3 separate regions of the Gossypium hirsutum genome follow, and regions 1 and 2 are each linked to region 3. The links are chromatin contacts, called in public Hi-C maps. All regions are on one chromosome and are shown on one strand. The core of a region is the stretch at or near the end of the contact, and the rest is flanking DNA. Distances in the headings are between cores, read along the strand shown. Region 1 holds the start of LOC107951486 (TAF5-like RNA polymerase II p300/CBP-associated factor-associated factor 65 kDa subunit 5L). Region 2 holds the start of LOC107951483 (SWI/SNF complex subunit SWI3C). Region 3 holds the start of LOC107951494 (histone-lysine N-methyltransferase ASHH2).

Evidence for each region. A called contact is a pair of places that touch in the nucleus more often than the background predicts.
Region 1: a Hi-C map of leaf shows a contact between it and region 3, with 2.0 times the contacts expected there. The contact joins the promoter of LOC107951486 here to the promoter of LOC107951494 in region 3. A contact is called at or near these places in 3 of 34 Hi-C or Micro-C datasets (all in leaf).
Region 2: a contact with region 3 is called in a Hi-C map of leaf, with 1.5 times the contacts expected there. The contact joins the promoter of LOC107951483 here to the promoter of LOC107951494 in region 3. A contact is called at or near these places in 3 of 34 Hi-C or Micro-C datasets (hypocotyl and leaf).

What each region holds. Positions count from the first base shown.
Region 1 is chrA02:13,920,856-13,925,189 of Gossypium_hirsutum_v2.1, reverse strand. It overlaps LOC107951486 (TAF5-like RNA polymerase II p300/CBP-associated factor-associated factor 65 kDa subunit 5L), which reads left to right and starts at 1,588. Exons shown (of 6, transcript XM_016886552.2): 1 at 1,588-3,139; 2 at 3,694-3,749; 3 at 3,896-4,168; 4 at 4,272-4,334. The coding sequence starts at 1,588. It overlaps LOC107951487, which reads right to left and starts at 483. Exons shown (of 2, transcript XM_016886553.2): 1 at 1-483. The coding sequence starts at 483.
Region 2 is chrA02:13,978,395-13,982,921 of Gossypium_hirsutum_v2.1, reverse strand. LOC107951483 (SWI/SNF complex subunit SWI3C) reads left to right here and starts at 3,154. Exons shown (of 7, transcript XM_016886546.2): 1 at 3,154-3,478; 2 at 3,614-4,108. The coding sequence starts at 3,460.
Region 3 is chrA02:13,355,932-13,360,850 of Gossypium_hirsutum_v2.1, reverse strand. LOC107951494 (histone-lysine N-methyltransferase ASHH2) reads left to right here and starts at 2,669. Exons shown (of 19, transcript XM_041091341.1): 1 at 2,669-2,838; 2 at 2,988-3,042; 3 at 3,223-4,919. The coding sequence starts at 3,277.

The DNA of each region.
Region 1 (4,334 bases), core at 339-2,838, 570 kb before region 3:
AAACTGACTTAGGGGTGGTGCGGTTATCGGTGTTGGTTCTTGTGTAGGTGCTGACAACGGACCCACCTCGCTAGACCCTGGATGTATAGGCGCCTGTCGTGACCTCCTCGTATGTGGTTGTCGACTCCTCGCCTCTTCCCCTAACAAGTATAACTTGCCATAAACCCTAAACCATTGTATGTACTTCGGATCGTAGGCTAGCTCTGGAACGACAATGACCTCGCTAGTAGGTAAAAACTCGTACATATTGTTCCACATGTTGATATATTGTGCGTGGAATATCAACCTATTCTCATCTATCCTCCCTTGCAAGTCGATAGGATGTAGATCATCGAGGTCTTGAGGTGCCACTGAAATTTGTTGCCTGAACTCGAATTGCTGCAACACTTTATCCGACTCGTACATCTCTACAGTAGTGTTCACTACCAATGACACCTTCACGTGCCAGATGTTGGATTCACCAAAAATTTCGATGGGATGCATTCTTAAATTGTCGGATCCTCATATGACATCCATTCAAACATAGTTATATATATATTACTAATTAAATAGCCATTGAAGAAAGTAGCACCTTACTGTTAGGGAAAACACTTTCACCTGGAGGTATTTTCAGGTAACTTAACTGAAAATGCATTCTGAAAATATTTTACTTACAACTGTCGTAAGCGTTTTCCAGCAAAACATAAATTGTGATAAATGCTTTAGATTGAGCAGAATGGTATGCATATGCTAACATGTTTAAATATGCATTGAACTTCTCATGCGGTCATGTCTATTACTCAATTTGCATATTTCTTAAACATATTGTGTTCGTGTTTTTTTATTGTGATCTGTAGCATCTTTCTTCATCCTCCTAACCTTTCTGAATAAAATCTCATCATAAATAATTAAAAAGGCAAAAAACGAAAGTAGCTATGTATACTCACCAGCTCCCCAGCCAGTTCTCATCCCAAATGCTTACTGGAAATTCCCAATGAACTGAAATAACCAAGGGAAAAAGATCTTATCATGCTTAATCATGTTATATATGTCTCAAACTCGAATAACGTCAGATTTTCAGACTTCTGTCGGAGCTTTAAACAATGGCAAATGCATCGTATAAAACAGTGGATTGCGAATCCAGGCGATGAATTTATAAGAAAAAGGATCCAATTCGGGACTTCTAGGACTCACTGTTAGTGACACGAGAAACAAGAATGAGCTGATGAATCCACCTAGAATGGTGAACAGTTCTGAGGACGCTAATTTTCCTCGATACATCATTTGGAGTGAAAGAATGACGGTAAATAGAAGAAACGAATAGAGCATTGAATTTCTTGATCCTGCCATGCTCTTTAAACCCTCAATGCGCCGCCGTACGCCGCCGGTCCCTCTCCGTTGCGATATCGATACGTCAAATTTCAGAGAAAGATGTATTCAGAGAAAACGAACTGCTGGTAAAGGAGAGTGATTTTGGTATTATTTGGAAACTGTAAGGGTAAAAATGTCAGAAGGTAGATTTTGGTCAAAGTGAAACGACGTGTTTTTTGGGAGGGTACAGCTTTTTAAGAAGACGAAACTTCTTTCTTTTTTCTCTGCCCGGCGGCGATGGAGTCGCAGGACTTACCGGAATGTCCAGTCTGTTTGCAACCGTACGACGGCGCGTGCACGATCCCGCGTGTGCTCGCGTGTGGCCACACGGTGTGCGAGTCATGCCTATTAAACCTCCCTAAGAAACTCCCGGGAGCAATCCGATGCCCCGCGTGTACGGTGCTCGTCAAGTACCCACCGGAGGGCCCCACGACTCTCCCCAAAAACATCGACCTCCTTAGACTAATCCCCGGCGGCTCTGAAAATCCCCGAAAACCCGTCAACAAATCCAAAAATGTCTCCAATCTCCCTTTCCTCCCTCGTTCTTGGTCCGACGAGTTTTATTCCAACTGGAAAAGCTACCTTCTCCGTGACGATACCGTTGAGAGAGACCAAGTGAGCCTTTTGCCTGTTGGGTCTTTTTCAAGTGGCGAGGAGGATGGTTCTTTGTTTAAGGCTGGATATCTCGTGAGAGTTATGGATTGTTTGCGTGAAATGAAAGAAGAGGAAAGAGAGGACTTGGGTTTAGTTTTAAGAGCTTTTACTAAGCAAAATTGTAGAATTTGTAGAGTTTTGGGTCTGTGGGGTGATCTTGGGGATGGGGTTCTGTATTTAGTGAGTGAGAAGCAAAAATGGGGGAACTTTTTGGATAAGGACTTGGGGTGTTTTGAGAAAGAAGGGGTTTTTAATTTTGCACTGATGGGTATGGAAATGTGTGAGGCAGTCATTTCTTTACATAAAGAAGGGTTGATTGCTGGTTGCTTGAGCTTTTCTTGCTTTCAATTGGATGATTTTGGGCATATATATCTTGATTTGAATGAGGTGTTATTGACTGGAAGGGGAATTCAAGATATTGTTGCAAATGTTGGATTTAGTGGGAACAAGATTGGTGATGGAGAAATCGGTATGTTGTTTAAAGATTTGTTGAAAAGGGATGTGTTTATTAGCCCTGAGGTGTTGCTTAAGCTGTTAGAGAAAGAGGGTATTGGGGTAGAGTGTTGTAGCTTGAAATATCCAATAAGATATAGCTCGGATGCTTGGTTGTTAAGTTGTATTCTTCTTAGGATTGTCAATGAGGATGTCTTTAGTGATGAATGGGTTGAATATATGTGCCATATTATTGTGAAAGGAAGTGAAAATAGTGAAATAGATTGTTCAAGTGTCTATACAAGTTTGATGGAGAAAGTGAGTTCTTTATTGGGAACTAAATTTGGTGCCGAATGTGCATCTTTGCAGCAGATTCTATGTAAATGCTTGGATCTTGATCCCGAGAATCGTTCACTAGCGGGAGATGTGTGGAAATGTATTAGGGAGCTAGTTATTAAACCTCAGTTTGATAAAATGGTGAAATTGGATGGTGCAAGTTATGATGAGAATGGAGGTCGATGTATGGTTGTTGGGAAATTGTGTCTGTTGTCCAGGGAAAGAACCGAAACACAGGAAAAATATGAGTTACCAGGAAAAGAAGCAAATGGTGCAACAGACATGGTTAATGGTCTTACAGAGGGCAGAATTAAATGGAAAGATTTGCAAGGCCATCTTGATTGTGTTACTGGATTAGCTGTAGGAGGTATAGTTTCTTATCTGTCTTTAACATATGCTGTTTCAATTTTGATACTGCTGACTGCTAATTGGTGGAAAGGGTTCTTAGTAGTCGATACCTTGTTATGGCTTTTGTATTTAGGAACTTTACAAGCATAAGGCCTGTGAATATTTGGTAGTTTGCTGCCACTTCTATAAAATGCAATAAAAAAATTTAACTTAGCATTCGCTGTTGCATGGTGCTAGTCCTAGTATAGTCATTATCCACGTTACAAGGATTCCTTTTGTTAATAAGGTGGCTGTTTTGAGGCCTGGGTGGGAGGGCTTTGGTGATTTGCATTTCGATCATTGAAACAGAGTTTCTTCCATTACACAATTGCGTGTCACATGATCCTGGACCATGATTCTTCGAATCTTAAGCTGCCTCATATCCGGTTAAACAATGTTGTTTTACCCTTCTCTTTTCCTTTTCGATGTTAATGGTATGCTGGATCTTCTTCTTGACATATATGGTTTTAAATGATTTCATGAATCTTAGGTAAATTTAGGAGATGTATTCATATTTTCTTTTTGCTGTTCTAGGGGGTTATCTGTTTAGCTCCTCCTTCGATAAATCAGTCAAAGTATGGTCCCTGCAGGTATGCTCTCCTAAATTATCATTTATTCAAGTGGGTGTATTATGATTTAAATTCAATCATACTCTGCAAGCGTAACTGTTCCATGAGTAATTTAGTTTGGAATATTGGCTCATTTTGAATCAGTTTCTTCCCGCATCTATTTACAGGATTACTCTCATGTGCATACGTTCAGAGGTCATGAGCATAAGGTAATGGCTGTTGTCTGTGTGGATGAAGAACAGCCATTATGCATTAGTGGCGATAGTGGAGGTGGCATATTTTTATGGAGCATTAATATCCCTTTCGGACAAGATCCGTTAAAGAAATGGTACGAGGAAAAGGATTGGCGCTATAGTGGAATCCATGCTTTGGCAGTTTCAGAAAATGGCTATTTATACACTGGAAGTGGAGATAAATTGATTAAAGAATGGTCATTGCGGGTATAATTATTTGATTTTCATTTCATGTGTGCTGCTTATTTCTTAACCTTTTGAAATGCTAGATGATAATAATTTGGAACCTTGCTTTCCTTTTCTCTTCCAGGATGGCACCCTGTCAGGCACTATGACTGGCCATAAATCGGTAGTTTCTGCCGTAGCAGTGAAT
Region 2 (4,527 bases), core at 1,905-4,404, 620 kb before region 3:
GGGGTGTTATAACCTACAACCGTTAGGAATTTATTGGTTAATCTCGTACTGTTGTACTATTTATAATTTGGTCCTTAGATTAACATATTTAATTTTCTTGCAAAACTTTCTTGTTATGATTTGCTATACTATAAAATAATACAAGTAGTCGCTTAAACTCTATAATATATGCTATTTATCACTCAATCGCTGTCTCTTTTGGGTTTGACCCCTTGGATACTTCGTGTTCCATTAGAACTATAAATATTACAACTAACTTATACGCTTGCAGTGAAACCATACTTTAAATTTGCTTTATAAAATCGTTTGTTTATTGCGCACGCATGCACGTAGTTACAAATAACAGTAGCAAAGAATATTTCAAATGGTTTTACCCCATATTAAACCAACATTAATCCTCAAATTACCAATAAGCCATTCAACCAAAAAAACGTGAAGAAGGACTATTAACTCCATTGGATCCCAATAAACTTCTCCAAAGTCTAGTGATCTCTTGACACTCTTTCAAAACTTGTAAGACTAGTTCCTTCATTACTCCACAAATTGAACACGTTGGATCCTCTACCATACCTTCTCTGCATCCGTGTGACATTCGTTAACAATCTATTTTTCATTGCTTGCCATAAGATGTAAAGCTTAATTGTGCTGAAAGGGATGAATTGGTGATTCAAAACTTTGCAAGAAAGATGAATAAAAATTGACACAATGATATATAGTGGTTCAACCCCAATTGCTTACACTCATTACCTTAGCTCTTTAAAATTAAAGGTTTCCCAAATCCATGAAACCTTTTAAGGATAAGGTTTCACTTTATAACATTATCTTTTGAATAGACAAGATAGACCCATTTCCCATTAAAGTTTTCTACCCACAACCTTAAGTGACCTCTCACAAATTTTAGAAATGAATAGTTAAAAAGAAATGCCTACCAAAGGGTTATATACAATAATCAAGCTCAGTTAAATGAATTACTAACACTTGAAAATAATGAAAGAAAATAAAACCCCAAGTGTGAACAAGAGAAATATGAAAATTATAAGTGAAAGATTGGATTTTTACACAATAAGCTTTATGAACTTGTTTCTTGTCTTCTTTTTTTATGTTCTTGAGTTATATTTATACCTTTCATTGATTTCTAGTCGCTTAGAGTAATTAGAGGGAAAATTGAGTTGTTGAAGACATTTACTTGAACATTAAATGCAGTTGTAAGGGCCTATGTTTCGCTACTTGGACTTTAAGTTCTGATACCCTGCTTAAATAAAGTAATCGTTAAAGCTATAGGTACCAGACTCTAAGGTTATGTTCAAATACCTCTTGCTTTAGGGTTCAGTTCTTCTTCATTTGGGGTTCAATACCCCCAAATGTTCAAAAATTGATTTGGCACCCCAAGTTCCAGAGCACATAAGCTTGGGTCCAATACATAGTAATATATATAGACACTTATGCCCAAGGGGTTCAATACCCTTAAAGTCAGTAAGTTGTGTTATGGTATCCTTACTAATGGTATTGAACCATAGCCTAAGTTATGCAAAAAATAAGTTTTAAAAGTACTTTTAGGAGCTTCTAATCTTCATAATTTTTTTTAGATGTTTAAACAATTTTGAAAATTACTTGAAACTATTTTTTGAAGGTTTAACATGAGATCTTATAAAATTTAATTAAGGAAATATTCTGTTATATCAAAATATTTAAAAATAAAAACTAACATAAGAAAACCCGAATACATTGAAGTATAGAGCATTCCCAAACAATCTTCCATTACATTCTTTTTCACCCCAAAGATCTTCCATCAAACTATTATAAGCTTCTCTAAGTGAAACGATGTTATGGATCCACCAAATCTTTGATTAACAAACTATACACACAAATTTTAAATTGAAAGTTGACTTGAAATTTCTAAGTCAAATTTATTGATAACTTTGAAAGAGAAGTTACAATCTCTGGATTTCTTTACAAAGAAAACTTATTTGATTCTTCTCTTTGATTTAGCTGTAATCCAAAGTTGTCTAGACTTGGTCTTGGATGGATGTGATTACTTCAAGGGTCATGTTGACTTCTTCTTGAAATAGGTTTGGACCTTTTTTCTTTAGTTGATTTGGATCGAAAGACAACTTTTTTCAGAAACGACTTTTGTCTTCTTCTCCAAATATGAACTGGATTGGAAGGTTCATCAAAATTTCTTCAAGTTCTTCAACTTCTTCAGATAATTTTGATGAGATCTTTTGGGCTTCTTGAACTTGTGAATTTGCATAATGGCTTGGGGCCACCTCTTCTTATACTACTAATTACTTGAATAAAAGAAAGTTCTACAAGTAATTAAAGTCTTTTATTTATTATTTTTCTCTTATTAATTGATTAAAGATGAAATAATAATTTAATTTTATCATTTAATTATTTTATTTTTAATTAGGGATAAATTTATCTATTAATTAACTTAAACTAATTAGAGAAAAATAATTATGATGTCATCAAATTTTCACCATGATAAGTTTGGCTCGACTTACAATAACTTCAGCTTGATACGTGACACTTTGTAATTGGTCCGGAAATTTATGATCACATGAATCTCTAGGAAGACCTAATTGTTGTATTCAACTGTCAGACCAAAGCCGCATCGTAGTGTCATCCTAGTGACCACATCAAATTAACTTTATGAAAATCCTAGATTTTTTATAAGTGATCTCTATGGAGCATAACAATTAGCTCTTTCTATTGAATTCAAAGTATCTTATCCAGTCGATAAAAAATATTTTTAATTGAGAGTAACTTATGCTTTGACAGTTATTTGTGACTCGTGTAACTCAACCAACTATATCTAAACTTAAAATTTTCATATTTAATTGTGTTTCTATGACATATATGATTTTTAAAAATAATTAAAAAGTTTATAAAAACCGGTTTTAGCTAGGTTCACTAATCAATAGATTTTTTTACTTTTCATTGGACTTGTACCTTGACCGGTTAGATCAATTCAAAAAATATTGATGAAACCCAATGTTATTAGAACTCAATTGAATTGAGAACTTGTCAATATATCAGTCCAAACCAGGGGAATAAATGAATCTCTAAATATAAGATTAAATCGAAAATCAATGGTATGTCGAGATTCGATACCTATTTGACTTTTATAACATTGACTAAACGTTGGTGGGTAACCAAGTGAGCCCACTAAGCCTACTCACGCCAAGATCCCAAAGGAAAAACGGTGAAGTGCGGGAGGGGAAAAGTTAAGAAACAGAGGGCAGAACCAAAACAAAGAAGAGAAAGAGAAGAGAAAAGAAAAGAAAAGAAAAGGAAAGTCCCTATTCACTTTCTCTTTCTCCTTCTCCTTCTGCTAATATACTACTACTACTACACCTTTCTCGTCCCTGCAATTTTAATCCCCCACCCCACAAAATTCTTTCGCCATTTCACACACTTCCTCTCTGTAATTTCACCTTTCACTTCTAATTCAATCCAATGCCTGCTTCTTCTTCAGGCAATCTCTCGTCCCTCTTTTTTCTTTTAATTATTTTCTCATTTTCCGTATCCAATGATAATAAAATTTAAGTTACCCTAATTACGTTTTTCATTTTTCCTAGAATTAATTTTTTTAATTTTTTTTTTGGGATAGATGGTCGAGGTAGATGGAAGCGGCGGAAGCGAGAGCGAAGATTGAAGCACCAGCTGGAAGAAAAGGATGTGGTTCCGGAGGAAGACGATGAAGAAGAGAACAACGATGACCTTGACAACTCCGGGGACGATGCCGCCGGTGTCGCCACGGATCCATCCTTACCGGGCTCCAGCGAGAGTGAGGTCCTGGCCGGCGGTGGACTTCGCATCTCGGAGTTCCCTCCCGTGGTGAAGAGAACCGTGAACTGTCCTCACGGTTCCGTAATGGCGATCGTGGCATCTGAACGGGCGGGTTTGATTGGGGATAGTAAGGTGCATCAGCAGGTTGAGCTGGCGGTTTTGGAGAATGTTTCGCACGGGCAGATACAGTCGGTTTCTACGGAAGCTCCCGTTGTTGATCCGGAGAAGTATGTGATCACCCCTCCTCCTATAATGGAGGGTCGTGGTGTTGTTAAGAGGTTTGGGAGTACGGTTCATGTCCTGCCAATGCATTCAGGTTCGGTTCCGCTGTCTCTTTAATATCTTCATGCTTTAAACTTTTGCCTGGTTTCAATTTTGAGTCTGACTTTGGCTAGCCGAAAGAATAATCTGGAAACAAGTTTAGGGGGTTTAATTTCAACAAATTTCCTATAAATCAAGGGTATAAATAGATGGAGCTTATTTATATTAATTGACTGTAAGTGGTATTAAGATGTAGGATTGAAGAGTTTCAAAGGTTTGACTTTCGTCTGTTTCTCGTAGTGAACGCAAGCTGCTAATATTTGGTGAATGTTCTTTCTTTGTACCTTTCAAAAAAAAAAAGTTCTTTCTTTATCAGCTTGAATTTAAGATGCACTGTTGGAAAAGTCTTTTGAGAAAGTATATAATTTAAGTTCCTTTTTGTATTTGACTGGGGAACTTTATAATCGTTTTTTT
Region 3 (4,919 bases), core at 1,420-3,919:
AACCCTTAATGACATGTCATTCGTGTCCTAATCTATTCCTAAGGTTCAACCGAAATTTCTAATGCCGAATCTTCATCGAATAAGTCCGCAATGTCATATTCACAATTTATGAAATATTAAAGCATTTAAAATACAATTAAAACAAAGCTTATTACATATGAACTTACCTCGAATGCAGAAACATCGAAACAAGTCGATTAATCTGAAACTTTGTTCTTTCCCTGATCTAAATCCGTATTTTGCCTTTCTTGATTTAATTGTAATCAAAATCAACTTATTTAATAATCTTCAATTTAGTCCAAAACACATATTAAGGCACTTTTACATTTTCCCCCTAACATTTTAACATTTTTACAATTTAGTCCTTATTTCATAAAATCACAAATTCATGCAATTTAACCAAAACCCATGCTAGAAAAATTTCAATTAGGTCCTTAGCAGTCCATATTTTTCATTTATTTCACAATTTAACCACCAAATTTCAATATTTCACAAATTAATCCCTAATTAGACATTTTACTAAAAATCACTTAACAAATATTGTTTATCTAACAACAAGCATGAATTTTATACCATTAAACATCAAAATACATCAACATTCATCAATGGAAAAACCCTAAACCTTTAAAAATTTTACAAAATAGCCCCTAGACTAGCTAGGTTAAGCTGCAACGATCTCAAAAACATAGAAATCACTAAAAACCGAGTCAAAATCACTCACCAATTTAACCATGAAGTTGTCAAACCCTAAATAGCATCCATGGATGTTTTTATTTTCTTAATTTCAGCTAGAAGGAAGAAGACAAACTAAAATATTTGGTTTATTAAACTTATTAAATCTTTATTAATCAATTACCATTGTAACCTTTAATAAAACATTAATAAATCACATAAACCATGTACATAAATGTCCAATAACCTTAAAAATGGTCTAATTACCACATAAGGACCTCCAATTTAATATTCCGTAGCTATTAGACACCTTTAGCTAATAGAACATAAGTTTTACATTTTACGCAATTTAGTCTTTTTTATCAAATTAAATATTCAAACGTTAAAATTTCTTAACAAAAATTTCACACAACTATACTATCATGCTGTAAACATTAAAATATTAATAAAATAATTATTTTAACTTTGGATTCGTGATCCTGAAACCACTATTCTGATTTAACTAAAAACGGGCTGTTACAATGTCACATTATGTTGTCGAAGCAACTCAGGCTATCTCATTATATAATCATAAAATTTAAATCATACTTATCATTAAAATCAATTTAATCATCAATCATACTCACATATATACATTCACAATGTTAAAGATTCAATTTATCATGTTATGGGGTTATGTAAGGTCAAGTTTAAAGTTAGGACTTGATTCCAAACTCAACTATCAAATTTCTATGTTATGTCTCGAGATAGATGACTTCTTGTCTCGAGATATGCTTCATTTTTTTTAGGTATTTTACTTTCAAATTTAATTTGACTCAAGACATTATAAATTGTGTCTTGAGGTATGTCCCTTATGTCTCAGGGCTAGGTTTTAAGACCAACCTCCCCTGTTTTCTTATTTTAGCTTCAATATTTAAATGTCTCGAGACAAAAGGTTCTTGCCTTAAGACCTGTAATAGGACAAAACTTATTTGGCTTCGATGTTTTCTTGTCTCGAGACAAAGACAAAGACCACTTTGTCTCGAGACTATTTAGACAAAGTCTTAAAACATTAAACATATAACTAGACAATAAGGTGAATTTTGTTTTTACGGTCTCGAGACATATTCATGTTGTTTTGAGATTCACTGGTAAAATGACCAAAATGCACATTTTCAAGAGTTTAAACCTTACAAAATATACATTAAATGTACCTAAACTTTACATCAATGCAAGATCATCATTTTAACACATATAAACACAACAAAAACATCATCAAATCATAACTATCAATGTATATAATCTAGCATAATTATCTACTAGTTCAAGGGATGAAATTCACTTTTATAACTCTTTTAAGTCAAATACTGTATATACCATAATGCAAACTCAACACCAAAAAAGATATTGTCGAGTGGGATTCTTGACTACTTTATATTTACATCTACTCTAGTTTATTCACAATTAAGTATAAAAGCATTTAAAATTCGCTTAAAACACTAAAATGCATCACTAACCCCTAATATCCTAAAATTATTTAAAACAAGCTAAATTAAATGTGAAATGAACTAAAATTTATAAATCAATTTTCTACCCATCAATTATACTTGCCCTAACCATTACTTGTTCCTTTGCTTAAGCTAATGTAAAGGGGAAAGAAACTCGAATTCTTTTACTGTGAAATAAATTTGAGTATTTTTAATATAAAAATAAAATACTACAAGTAGTAAATAAAATATCAAAATTTGTACTTTGATCACCAAACCTTTATTAATATTCTTATTCACACCCAAAAAGAAAAAAAAAATCGTCTGAACACATTTTCCAACAAAAACAGATATATACTCAGAAAAAAAAAACAAAAAAAATTCTAATAGGAAATGGCAACAACACCCATGAAAAATACACGTGTCAAATGTGAGAGCGTAAAGTATCGGTGTCCTAATCAAACTCGGCTTACAAATTAAAGAAGGAAAGGTCAAAATTGATATTTTAGTATCTCATCTTCCTTTCCTTCTTTCTTTTTTTTTCCCTTTTTTTTTCTTCTAAAATTTTTCTCTCTCATATTCCTTTCTCCCAAACAGGTTTATAAAAAAATTATTCTTTTTTTTAAATAAAAATAAAAAGATATAAAAACGACCTTTTTCTTCCTTCTTCAACGGCCTCGTTCCTCTTCTCTCTAACAAAGTATTATTTCTCTTTTTACTTTTTTTGTTGAATTTAATTTTTTCTTCGTGGTTAATTATTTCAATGCATTATCCTTTTATTATTATTATTTTTTGGGATATATGCATTAGTGTTTAGATTCTGAGATGAAGGGTTTTTCGATTGTGCAGAGAAAGGGATTCTAGGGTTTTCTCCGAGGTTCTTCTCAGAGAGAGCTTTGATAAGGTAATGTTTTTATTTGTTATTTTTTTATTAAGGTTTTATTGGGAACGATATGATTAAAAGGGAGCTAGGGATTCGTTGGCGGTGAATTTGAGGTTGCATTGTATTGGTGAAGGGGATGTGCTTGATTTTGATTGTTGGGTCAAACTTTTTTTTTCTCCTTTCTTTTCACTTCTTATGTAGGTTTGGAGTAATGAGTTTGCAGCATTGTTGATAATTTGTTTGGAAACAACTGAGATGGGTTCGTGTGGGAATATGACTTTTGTAAACGAACCTTCGCGTGAAGTTGCTGCTGCTGCTGCTGCCGAGCAACATTTGTGCTCTGAGTCAATGGGGAAACTTGTCTCTGAGCAACGGGATTGCGTTGTGATTGATTCTAATGGGGATTGTGCTAGTGAACCGGGTGAAGATGAAAACAGTGTTTGCAAAAGGTCTGGGGATATTGATTGCAAAGTTGGAATAAAGGGTGAGGCCCAAATTGTTGGTTCTGGTATGAAGGGCTTGATGGGTGGTGAATGTTGTGAAAACTCAGTTTGTTTGAAGAAAAATGGTGGTGAAATTGCTGATGCTTCTTGTTCAAAAGCATTGGTGGGTGATATGTGCGGTGATAGTGTGGTTTGTTTGGAAAATAATCAGGGTGAACTTATGGGTGATTCTGGTTTGAAGGAATTGATGGGCAATGCGAATGATGATACTGTGGTTTGTTTGAAAGATCAGGGTGAAAGTATGAATGATTCTGATTCAAAGGAATTGACAGATGATAGGTGCAGGGATTGTATAGTTTACTCAATTGAAAATCAAGGTGAAAAAGTGGATGGTTCTTTTCCACTTGACTTGAGGAGTGATACATATCGTGATAGTACAGTTTGCTCCATTGGAAATCTGGGTGAGAATGTAGATGGTGCTGGCTCGAAGGAATTGATGGGTGATATATGCGGTGATGCTATAGTTTGTTTAAATGGTAATCAAGGTGAAAATCCAGATTGCTCTGGGCCAGAGGAATTAATGGGTTATGTTGATAATACAGGTTATTCAAATGAAATTCAGTGTGAAAATGTAGATTCTTGTTTGAATGAACTGAAGGGTGATAGGATCGGTGATCATGGGGTTGGTTTGAATGAAAATCAGGATGATGTTGACATTCATGATTCAGTAACTGATGTGTGCTTGGAAAAAAGTGGATCTTCTGGAGAGGATGGTACAAATGCTACTAAAGGATCACTAGGCTTGTCTCAGGACAAAAACAGTGCATCTTTGAGCAGTGGCATGGAGATTTCTACTAACTGTAAAGATCAGATGAAGGGTGACAATGAAAATGTGGTTGGTTTGATGTTAAAAGAATGTATGGGCAATAACCAAGGTAGGATTTGTTTGACTGAGAATATGGGTATAGATGGTCATCTCGACTCAGAAAATAATGTTTCACGGGATGGGGAAATGCCAATAGAACTGAACACAATTTCTACTTCACCTAGAAGTTCTGTTAAACTGGATAAGCAGGATGACGATGAGAGGGTCAATGGTTCCATTCTTCAAAGGATTGTGGAATATGGGGAAAAGAAGTTTGAAGAGAAAAACGATGCAGTAGAGAGGAAAGGGACTGACGTTCTGAACCAAATATTGCTTTCAGAGAACTTTAAATGGCCCTTTGAGTTAATAGACGCAACTGGTGAACACAAGAGTAAGGATGGTACGAGTACCTATTGTTCCTCTTCAGAAGTAGCTATGGAAGAAAAACAAGAGGTTTTAACTGAGGTTGAGGCTAATATTTGCAACCAAATGTCATTTATTCAGGGTAGTCACTTGGCTTCAACATCAATAGGCATTGGTGATTGCAGGAGTGATTGTCCCCGACAAATTGACCTGAAGGATGGTAAGGC